2 separate regions of the Podarcis muralis genome follow, and region 1 is linked to region 2. Evidence: chromatin contacts called from public Hi-C data. All regions are on one chromosome and are shown on one strand. The core of a region is the stretch at or near the end of the contact, and the rest is flanking DNA. Distances in the headings are between cores, read along the strand shown. Region 1 holds the start of LOC114589486 (pinopsin-like). Region 2 holds the start of RBMX (RNA binding motif protein X-linked).

Evidence for each region. Hi-C and Micro-C count contacts between places; a contact is called where the count stands out from the background.
Region 1: a Hi-C map of blood shows a contact between it and region 2, with 5 times the contacts expected there. The contact joins the promoter of LOC114589486 here to the promoter of RBMX in region 2. A contact is called at or near these places in 2 of 3 Hi-C or Micro-C datasets (blood and tail).

The regions. Positions count from the first base shown.
Region 1 is chrZ:46,350,776-46,355,458 of rPodMur119.hap1.1, reverse strand. It overlaps LOC114589486 (pinopsin-like), which reads left to right and starts at 2,669. Exons shown (of 4, transcript XM_028715860.2): 1 at 2,669-3,593. The coding sequence starts at 3,215. LOC114589487 (a long non-coding RNA gene) reads right to left here and starts at 2,544. Exons shown (of 2, transcript XR_003704675.2): 1 at 1,994-2,544; 2 at 1-1,865.
Region 2 is chrZ:46,202,879-46,207,932 of rPodMur119.hap1.1, reverse strand. RBMX (RNA binding motif protein X-linked) reads right to left here and starts at 3,772. Exons shown (of 10, transcript XM_028714582.2): 1 at 3,628-3,772; 2 at 1,504-1,630; 3 at 1,212-1,318; 4 at 332-500. The coding sequence starts at 1,612. It overlaps LOC114589616 (small nucleolar RNA SNORD61), which reads right to left and starts at 1,458; the gene lies at 1,386-1,458.

The DNA of each region.
Region 1 (4,683 bases), core at 1,420-3,919, 150 kb before region 2:
TCACGTGGCCAGCGTGACAAGCTGCATCTGGCGAGCCAGAGCCGCACACGGAAACGCCGTTTACCTTCCCACTAGTAAGCGGTCCCTATTTATCTACTTGCACCCAGGGGTGTTTTTGAACTGCTAGGTTGGCAGGCGCTGGGACCGAACAACAGGAGCGCACCCTGCCGCGGGGATTCGAACCGCCGACCTTTCGATCAGCAAGCCCTAGGCACTGGGGCTTTTACCCACAGCGCCACCCGCGTTCCCCTGCTAACCCCCCCTAATATTCTTAAGAGGGTCTCTTCTCCTGTCTTCAGAGAGTAGCTGGAAGTGGGGAGGCAGAAAAAAGGTCCTCCTTTCCTTCCACTCTGCAGTTTTAATCTGAAATCTTAGGGGCAGTACTGTGCCCAGAGCTCAAACACTGCTCACACTAATTAAATTCCCTGTTGCAAAATGTGCCTAGAACAATGGGAGTTTCGAACACTGCCCAGAAGCAAGTACCACTGTGCTCAATGAGGCCCAGAGACATATGCAGCCCTATAATGGGAAAGTTAAGTATTTGCTTAAATCTCTCTCTCTGTCTCTCCCACACACATACACCAGAATTAAAATAAATCTTATTTTGGTTGCATCATGCCAGTTGTCACTAGGTAAACTCTAAGCAGGACCTGCCACATTCCTGCCCCACACACTTGTGATTGCTGGAGAAAAGCAATACCTTTCCTTCTCCTGAATTAATTTATGCATGTGCTACTTTAAACCACGGACGGGGTGAGCTCCCGTTGCTCGGTCCCTGCTCCTGCCAACCTAGCAGTTCGAAAGCACGTCAAAGTGCAAGTAGATAAATAGATACCGCTCCGGCAGGAAGGTAAATGGCATTTCCGTGTGCTGCTCTGGTTCGCCAGAAGCGGCTTAGTCATGCTGGCCACATGACCCAGAAGCTGTCTGCGGACAAACACCGGCTCCCTTGGCCTAAAGAGCGCAACCCCAGAGTCGGTCACGACTGGTCAGGGGTCCCTTTACCCTTTACCTTTTTTACTTTAAACCACATGAGGGCACTATTTGTCTTGCAAGCTAGCGAGCACTTGCTTGTAGTCTTCACTTTGTCTAAGACTCAAAGTTAATTCCACCCCTAAAAGTAGAGCCATTATTTGTTTGTTGTCCTCTTCCAGCTTGTTGAGATAGGATTTCTGCTATTTCTCTCTCACCTCTGCTTATCTTGTAAATAGTCCATTCTGTGAATAAAGCCTTTGAACTCCAGAAACTGTAAGTGATCTTTTCAATCCAATTCATCCAAGATGCGAGGTCTGTTAATGTTGATGCCCAGCACCAGGCATTCAGAGGCATACTGTCTCCAGCAGTGGAGGAGGCAGATAGTCTTCATGGCTGTAGCCACCGATAACCTTAGCCTTATGAATTTGTCCAAATATATGAACCTAAGGATTCAAAGGACTGTATGAAATTAAGAATCAGGAGCCAACTTCAGGCATCTGATGATGTGGATGTTATTAGGATGCTGTAATAATTAATAATTGTGAGCCTGCAATCCAAGGCTCCCAGTACTTTCACTTCGTAGATCAGTTTCTCATGAATTTGGTCAAACTCTTAACATTTCACATAATGTAGAGATTATGGGGGATCTAGTCCCCAACCCAAGCTCACAATATCACCCCACCCCCCCAGCAATGAGTATCTGACCCAGCTGTGGGATCTGTAAAATATTTGTCTCATAGAGAAATAACAAAAAAGTGAGTAAGGCATCTAGAAGCATTTGATTCCATACAACAAAGCTACACGTCTCTCCCAAGGCAGCACGTGCTGACACCTTTCTCGCATCTTCTCCAGCCCTCCTCCTTCCTTCTGGGCGCATGTTCCAGTCAAATCTGCATTTCAAAAACAGTTTTCAAACACAACAATAGCTATCAGAGTAATTCTAAACCGATTAAACAGCGTGATTTATATATTTTTAAAAAACACTTCACCGTATTTCCTGGCAAATAATGCTCCTTACATCCAAGTCTTCGTTGCGCGGCTAGAGGTCTTTTCCTTTTACCGATCTAGAATCGTCTGCTGTCGCTGGACAGCCTCGAGCTCTAGTATTATGTGTGTGTTGGGGGGGGGGGGGAGGTCCTTCCCTCTATTTGCTCCACCCGATGTAGAAGACCCTTCCTGTTTCCCCTCGCAAGGTGGCGAAGCGAAAGTAAAAAGGAGGCGTGGTTCGGGTCACTCAACTGCGGTGGAGCAGTCCCTCCCTTCTAGAAGGCAGTTCCATCCCTTCGTTGTCGCGGCGCTGCTTTTGACTGAGCCAGAGCAAATGTATAAAATCTGACGCGCCAAAGCCGCTTTGTTTGGTGATCCGCCTAGGAGCTTGGTGAGGAGCCGCTGCGGAACAGCCGTGCCGAAAGCGCGCGGGACTCCCGCTCTCCCTTACAGGGAAAGATAGTTTAGAGTCTAGAGTTCCTGCTATATTGGAAAGGCGCGAGGAGAGCGTCGCGGGAGGCAGAGCTCTCTCCGCGCAAGGCTTGCTTTCTGCACTGCCTTGCCGGGTAAGGGTGGGGGTCGTTGTCTTTGGTTCCCCTTTGCAGGCACAAGAACGGTCCCTCTCGCCCTCCAAGGGGTAGGGCTTTGTTAAAGGCGGTTGCGTGAGGCGGGGTGGGGGTGGGCGGGCGTTGTGCCATAAACAAAACGAGGGCTCAGGTCGGCCTCTGGTCTCCTCGCGTGTCTTCATAAGTGTAAAGGCACAGGGATCACCGTGCATGCGCGGACACCACTAGGACAGGGCACAACTTTGCGCAGCATTACTTCGCATTAGAAAATCGTGGCGAGGCAGGAGGGGCAACGCTTGAAAGGTGCGCTCCTTCAACTCTTCCCTGTGTCTCCGGCTCAAGGCAGCGTGAACTGCTGCGCGAATACGCAGCTCCGTCCTCTTTCCTGGATTTGCGCTCCGTTGCGGCCAAGGGGCTGCCTGGTGGGTCCATGCTCCTCTGCTAAAGGCGCACAGATTTCGCCCGCTTCAGGGGTTGGGCTGGGCGCGTGGGTCCCTCTGGAGAAGAATCTGTACTTGAGGGCTTGATTGGAGAAGGTGCTCCGGGAAGGTTAGGGCAGAGCCAGCTGCTGCCCACACGCCTCTCTAGGAACTGTGCTGCTCGAGTGTTAGGCTGTCCTAAGTCGCGAGGTGCCCTGACAATTTCTACCAAATCCGCACCCCAAGGGCTTGGAGCAAGCTGCTGCTATGCGGTTGGCGCTGGGCGACCGGAGCCTCAACCTTTTCAACCAGAGCGCGGCAGGAAGCGCCGGTAATTTGAGTTTCGACAGCCAGCTGCTGGACTCTTCTGCTGGGAGCCTGGGACGGACGGGACACCTGACGATGGCTGTGTGCCTGGGCGTCATCTTGCTCCTGGGCAGCCTCAGCAACCTCCTGGTGATGCTGATCTTCGTCAAGTTCCAGGCCATCCGGACACCCATCAACCTGATCCTGCTCAACATCAGCCTCAGCGACCTCCTGGTCTGCGTCTTCTTGACCCCTTTCAGCTTCGCCTCCAGCGTGCGCGGCCGTTGGCTCCTAGGCAAGGCCGGCTGCAAGTGGTACGGCTTCGCCAACTCCCTCTTCGGTAGGTTTTTAGAGCAAGGCTCTGGTTTGGGGGAGGAGGCGCGTGGAATATTTGGGAAAGCAAGAGGGGTTTGCCTTTAGGTTCCTGCGTGGTTTTAAACATCGAAATTTCTGAAGCTCCAGTTCATTTATGTATTGATTTATTAGATTTAACTACCACCTTTCTCCTTCACAGTTCTAAATATCTCCTTCCCTATGAGGTAGGCAGATAGACTGGCCAAAGATCACCCAGTGCCAGTGTGATTCATGGCTGAGCTGGGATTCAGACCCTGGTCTCCCAAGTCATAGTCCAATATGCTAGCTGTTACAGCACCCTGGCTATGTGGAGACCACACCAGAGAAAGCCATAGAGTTGACCCAGCCTTGACCAAAGCTATATGCTGGGTGTGGTCCCATTCATACCAGTAAAGTGCTCCAGAACAGTCATGGAGAATCCTGGGGACTTGTTAAGTGTGATAGGAATTGTCACTCTGTGAGGCCAGCACCCTTTAACTACAGTTCCTTGGGGAAAACTATTGCTGTTAAAGGGTGCTTTAAATGTGCGGTGAAGATCTGACTTTTCATTTCTGGCCCCCAAAATTTAGCAAATTGTATAAATGATGCAAGTTTTCATAATTGCTTCTCTTATTTTGCCCAATTTATGTTGCATTTAAAAACTATTATTTGTATAATTTACTGTTGCTTTGCTGGTCGTGGAGAAAGGCAAAAAGTTATTCCAAGCCCTTGGGTGACTTTGTCCGCTGTACCAAGACCACTGGCAATTTGACTCTGCAACTCCTCCAGACTTTCAAAACTGTTCATGCACTTTCAAGCCAATCTCCATATTCAGGAATCTTAGGACTCAGCCATACAGCTGCAAACGTTTTAAGTGCATTATACAAACATTACACTAGATGGCGATGGCGAGCTTTTGATCAATTCAATCTCTTTTTAAAACTTTTTTTTAAACATTTTCTTAGCATCTTTTATATGTGCCTAGATTCCACACTAGACAGTCTCCATTCTGTGTACTGACCACACCTAAACCTTCAATATGCCCACCCACCATGTGTGTCCTGGGACCTTGTCCTTTCCGTCTTTCCAAACATGCA
Region 2 (5,054 bases), core at 2,523-5,022:
TTCAGGTTACACACTCCGCTAACCCAGAAATAGTGCTTCAGGTTAAGAACTTTGCTTCAGGATAATAACAAAAATCGTGCTCCGGAGGCGCTGCAGCAGCAGGAGGCTCCATTAGCTAAAGTGGTGCTTCAGGTTAAGAACAGTTTCAGGTTAAGTACGGACCTCCGGAACGAATTAAGTACTTAACCCGAGGTACCACTGTATAAGAATGTTGAAAACCAAGTATTGCACAGTCCTAATTGTGTCTTGATTTTGAGAGGAAGCTGTAAACCAGCATTCTCTATGCAGTGGCTTGTATGCTGCACAATTACACATGGGAAAACACACATACCCAAATAACTCCCTCTTGAAGGAGGACCCCGTGTTCCACTTCCACCTCTTCCGCCTCTAAAACCTCTTGGAGGACCTCTGCTCCTTGGAGGGGGAGGGGGCCCACGTCTACCGGTTTCAAAAGATGGCTTGGTAGCTTGTTCAACTTTAATTGATCTTCCATCTAAAGACTGAACAAACGAATCTAACTCAGCATTAATTGCAAATGCTTTTTGTAGGACAGAGTGCCTCCGTTCTTATCCCTGCTCTGGTTTCTGGCAAATACATTTGGTTTGGTATTATGCAGATAAAAAACCTAATTTTAAAAATGAATATATAGTTTTAACCACATTTTGTAGACCACTCAAGGATTTAACCAACCAAGGTCAACTTAAAAATTGAACACCCATATTCTACGGCTACATGCTTTCATTATGTCAATCTTATTTGTTTACATAGAATTCTTCTAGATCTTTAGTTTCCAAGTGTATTCAAACCAATTTTCAGAAGCAAAGGTTTTGCCATGATGTGCATGTTATTAAAAAGTCACAGTCTCTACAGGTATTTTCTAGAAATAACTGATTGAGCCATCACAATCAGGAAACAATGCTGTATTATTTTGGCAGATATCCAGTTTCGTTCTTAATTTAAGAGTAGCCCATAGAATGCCCATACTAGCATTCTGGAAGAAAATATGCCATCAGGCTTTATTTGTCTTAAAGCTAACCCTTAACATCCTTAAACAAATTCCCTTAGCATCCCTAAATGCTATTACCCAAGCATTCACTCCATTATAACACATCACTGAACTTGTCTCATTAACTGAATAAAAGCAACTCTGTCAACCAATCAATCCAATCACCCTCAGCTTGACACTCTGCAATTAACACATTAGTTACTACCTTTCCATTCATATCTCTGGCAGCATCCTTGGCATCTGCTGGACTCTCAAAGGTAACAAAAGCAAACCCTCTTGATTTGTTGGTTTCACGGTCTTTCATAAGGAGAACTGAAGAAAGACAAAAGTGTTATTCCACTTTCATCATAGAATGATGTATCCCAAATTATACACAAGCCTGCTCAGAACTTCTTAGAGGACATATAAGCGCTATCACTTCAACTGATCAAAGCTGTTAAGTTCATCAAAGCAGACCTTTAACTTAATATTTTGCCCTAAAAAGGCTGTGTGCTTACCCTCTACTATATGGCCATATTTGCCAAAGACAGATTCAAGAGCCTTCTCATTAGTCTCTGTGTTCAGCCCACCAATGAACAGCTTGCCAGGACGATCTGCTTCAACCATTTTGACACAGTTTGGGATCTGGAACAACACACATTCAACTTGAAACAGGGGAGAAGCTTGGGTCCTTTGGAAATATTTGACAAAACAACAGGATAATTCCTCAGACAACAATATGCAGATATTGAAAAATCTGATTAGGGCTTGATGGTTCTTATCAGCTTGTCCATGCCCTTAGTTGCTAAACAGAAATGGCAGCATCATTTCTGTGGTGACCAAGGCCTTGCTTAAACGCATCTAATTGAGAACAAATATTGACACTACAAACACAGTGCTCCAAAATCCAGAACAATGGCTTTAATTACTACCTGCAAGCAAAAGCTCTAATGCAAGAAACTGTTACAATTTTTAAAAAAGAAAACCAAACCTAATTTAAGATAAGGAAACATTCACAGGGGAAGAAAATACAACAGCTCCCCTATGGTTTTTTAAAACTGAAAAAGGTTGAAAATGCACCACAGTGGTTACGACAAAGGGAGCTGTCTCCCACAGGGATATTTATTTATTTTGCTTTTTGAAAACTTTATTGAAATTGTTTAATAACAAAACATTCTTTTGTCCAAATATACTAATAAAAATCTATTCAAACTTATACAATTCCTTTCACCATACATTCTTATTCATATACATAAGACTTCCCATCACCCCCCCCACTGTATTTACCATTTCTTTTTTCTGTTGTACTAATAGTTGTTACTTTTTTCTGTTTATGTTATCTTATACTTCCTTACATCTTTTTGTATCCATTTGCATTATTTTTTGGTATATTACACAGAAATATCCCACAGGGATATTTAAGTAGTCCCCCCACCTGAATTTTTTTTTCCATTAAAAGGAAGGTGGGGAAACTGCTTAGCCCTTTTATTGAAACAAGGATTACATTCAGAATTCTATCGAACAGTTCACTAAACAATAATATAAACAAGTAACTTCTGAATATTTTAGACCACCACTATGTATGCTTTGCAATGTTTCTATACTCCACCATCACTGGCTAAAGGCTCAGTGGGGAACTTTCAGGATTTTAAAAAACTCTGTTCAACAAGGTCCAACACAGTAAGCTCATTGGTACATCCAGCTCAGTATTGTCTGCTCTCCAGAGTTTCAGGGGTCTTTGCCAGTCCTGCCTAGAGATGCTGGGGACAGGACCCGATACCTCCTGCCTGCCAAGCAGATGCCCCAACACTGAGCTACAGCCCTTCCCCCAAACTTGCACTTGAGGCTTTTTGCTCTCCCCTCCTCCATCCTACACCTTTTAAAATTTATTTTTAGACTCTTAAGCCCAAGGACAGCGGCTGCCATCAGAGATTTATGCTCTTATAATAGTGGTTTTATAAGTCGCTCTCAGAGCCTTTCTTGGCTACAATAGAGAGGGGGGAGGGAAACTCGGAAATTAAAGAAAAGCAAGCAACTGAATATACCCAAAATGACAAAAGGCCACATTCAGGTAACCCTGCGGCCGCGCATGCGCGACGCTGAGACCGCCAAGAATAGGGGAGGGGGTGAAAGCGCATTCCATTAAGACGCAAGAAAAGAACGAGTCGCGCCTGCGCAGTCGCGGTTTCTAGCGCCCACCCGGCGCCCTCGCGCGCTATGCGCACTTCGGAGAAAGGGGAGGGGGCCACAAAGGAGGGGCTGAAGGCGATGGCAAAATGGCGGCTTTGGCGACCCTCCCTCCCTGGCAGCCCAGCCCAGCCCCCCTTCCCCTCCCCCTCCGGCTCACTTTTCCCTCAGGGCCGGCCCAAGGCGGCAATCGGCCCCCGCCCGCCCGCCCCTCCCTCACGGTTTAAAATGGCGCCTCCGTATGAATGAGAGGAACGGGCGTTGAGAGGGCGTGTGCGTGTGCGGAATTAAAAAGGAATAAACGGGAGACCGCAGAAGGCGAATCTCCCCCCACCCTCACTGCCGCCGGTGTAAGCAATCGGTGTGTGTAGGGGGTGGATAGTAAAGCGCGGGCGATTCGAAAGGCGTGCGCGCGTGCGCTTCTCTCTCGCCCCCCCCCCCCCGCGCGAGCTTACCTCCAAACCGCCAGTAGATCAGCAACGACGCACTGAGAAGGAACAAAGGAGCCGAGGGCCTTTATATACCTGACGTCAGCACATTCGTCTCGAGGCCAGAAAGCCCGGATGTAGGCGTGAAAAGAAGGGGGCGGGGCAAGCAGGGACACACCAGGCAAGAGAGGCGTGGCCTTTTCAGATAGGAGGAGGGCCGCTTGATCTGGCGAACAGTTGGTGGGTGGGTGTGTTGCAGCTTGCTCTGGAGAACTGGTGGGGTGTGTGCATAAGAAAAAGAAAGAAAGAAAGAGGGCTCAATCAGCACAAGCACAAGAATACAGTATGCTGTCATAAGAGAAGCCCTGATCAGAGAGGAGAGTTAATAAATGAACCTCTCAGTGTTGCGTGTTTCTATGCTAACAAAGACTGCATCTTTTTACTTGTATCTTTTACTTCTGTTTCGCTGTAATACCACTAAAAAACGTAGCCGAGGAATGCAACTGTGGACTCTATCAAATGTATTGCCCTTTTGTATCTTTCTAAAAGGTGTTTTCTTACACTAGGAGATGTAACTAGAATAGAAAAATGTAACTGGAAGAATGTAGCCAAAAGATTTTCTATTCTGTCTGACTTTCCAGTGCCGTATACTTGATCTGTCAATACATATTCTGCCGTTCACAAACTGTCAAAATGCCTTCAAGCACCACAGCGCCACCTACTGGGTCTACAAATGACATCGTGAATACACACAAAATGCAACATAAAATCAGTTTAATTAATAAAAGTATGCAGAGCGGAACTTCACACCAGCACTGATAATCATGCAGAAACAGGACTTCACATGTGCACACCCCTTGGTCTACACACCCCAGGTCTACAAACGAACTACAATTTCCTTGACTATGACACTGTAGACTGCGGGGGCAAGTCAAACATGGATTGAATGGGGGAATTTGACTTCTGTCAGCCTGAGTTACGAGCCTTGCTCAGACACTCACTGACACCCCAGCTCCAAGGAACTCAATACTGGGAACTTTTTATACGAGACAGACATTACATCCGCCTGGGTACTGCCATTTTTACCCTGGATAATCAACAAAATCGCCTGCGATGTACGAACGGTAGCTACTTCCTTTACAGCCAAGGGGAAGTTACCAAGCACCCAAACTGGACAGAGGTGGACAATGGGGGAGCTGTTTATATCTACACAGATTCCAACCACCCCACAGAGAACTTAATTTTGTGGTTCCAATGCCTTTGAATGGACTCTCAGCCCCAGAAAACCCACCTACAAGGACTTTTCCTACGGCAATTTTGTTGCCTCTGGGACATTGGAGTAACCAATGACTGGGAAGGGCCAGAATACCTGGAAGGCTGGCTTCACTCTGCAGGGGCTGCACAAAACCCCGAGTGGACCACACTGGGCCTCAGAGGTGCGGGGGGTCGCCAAG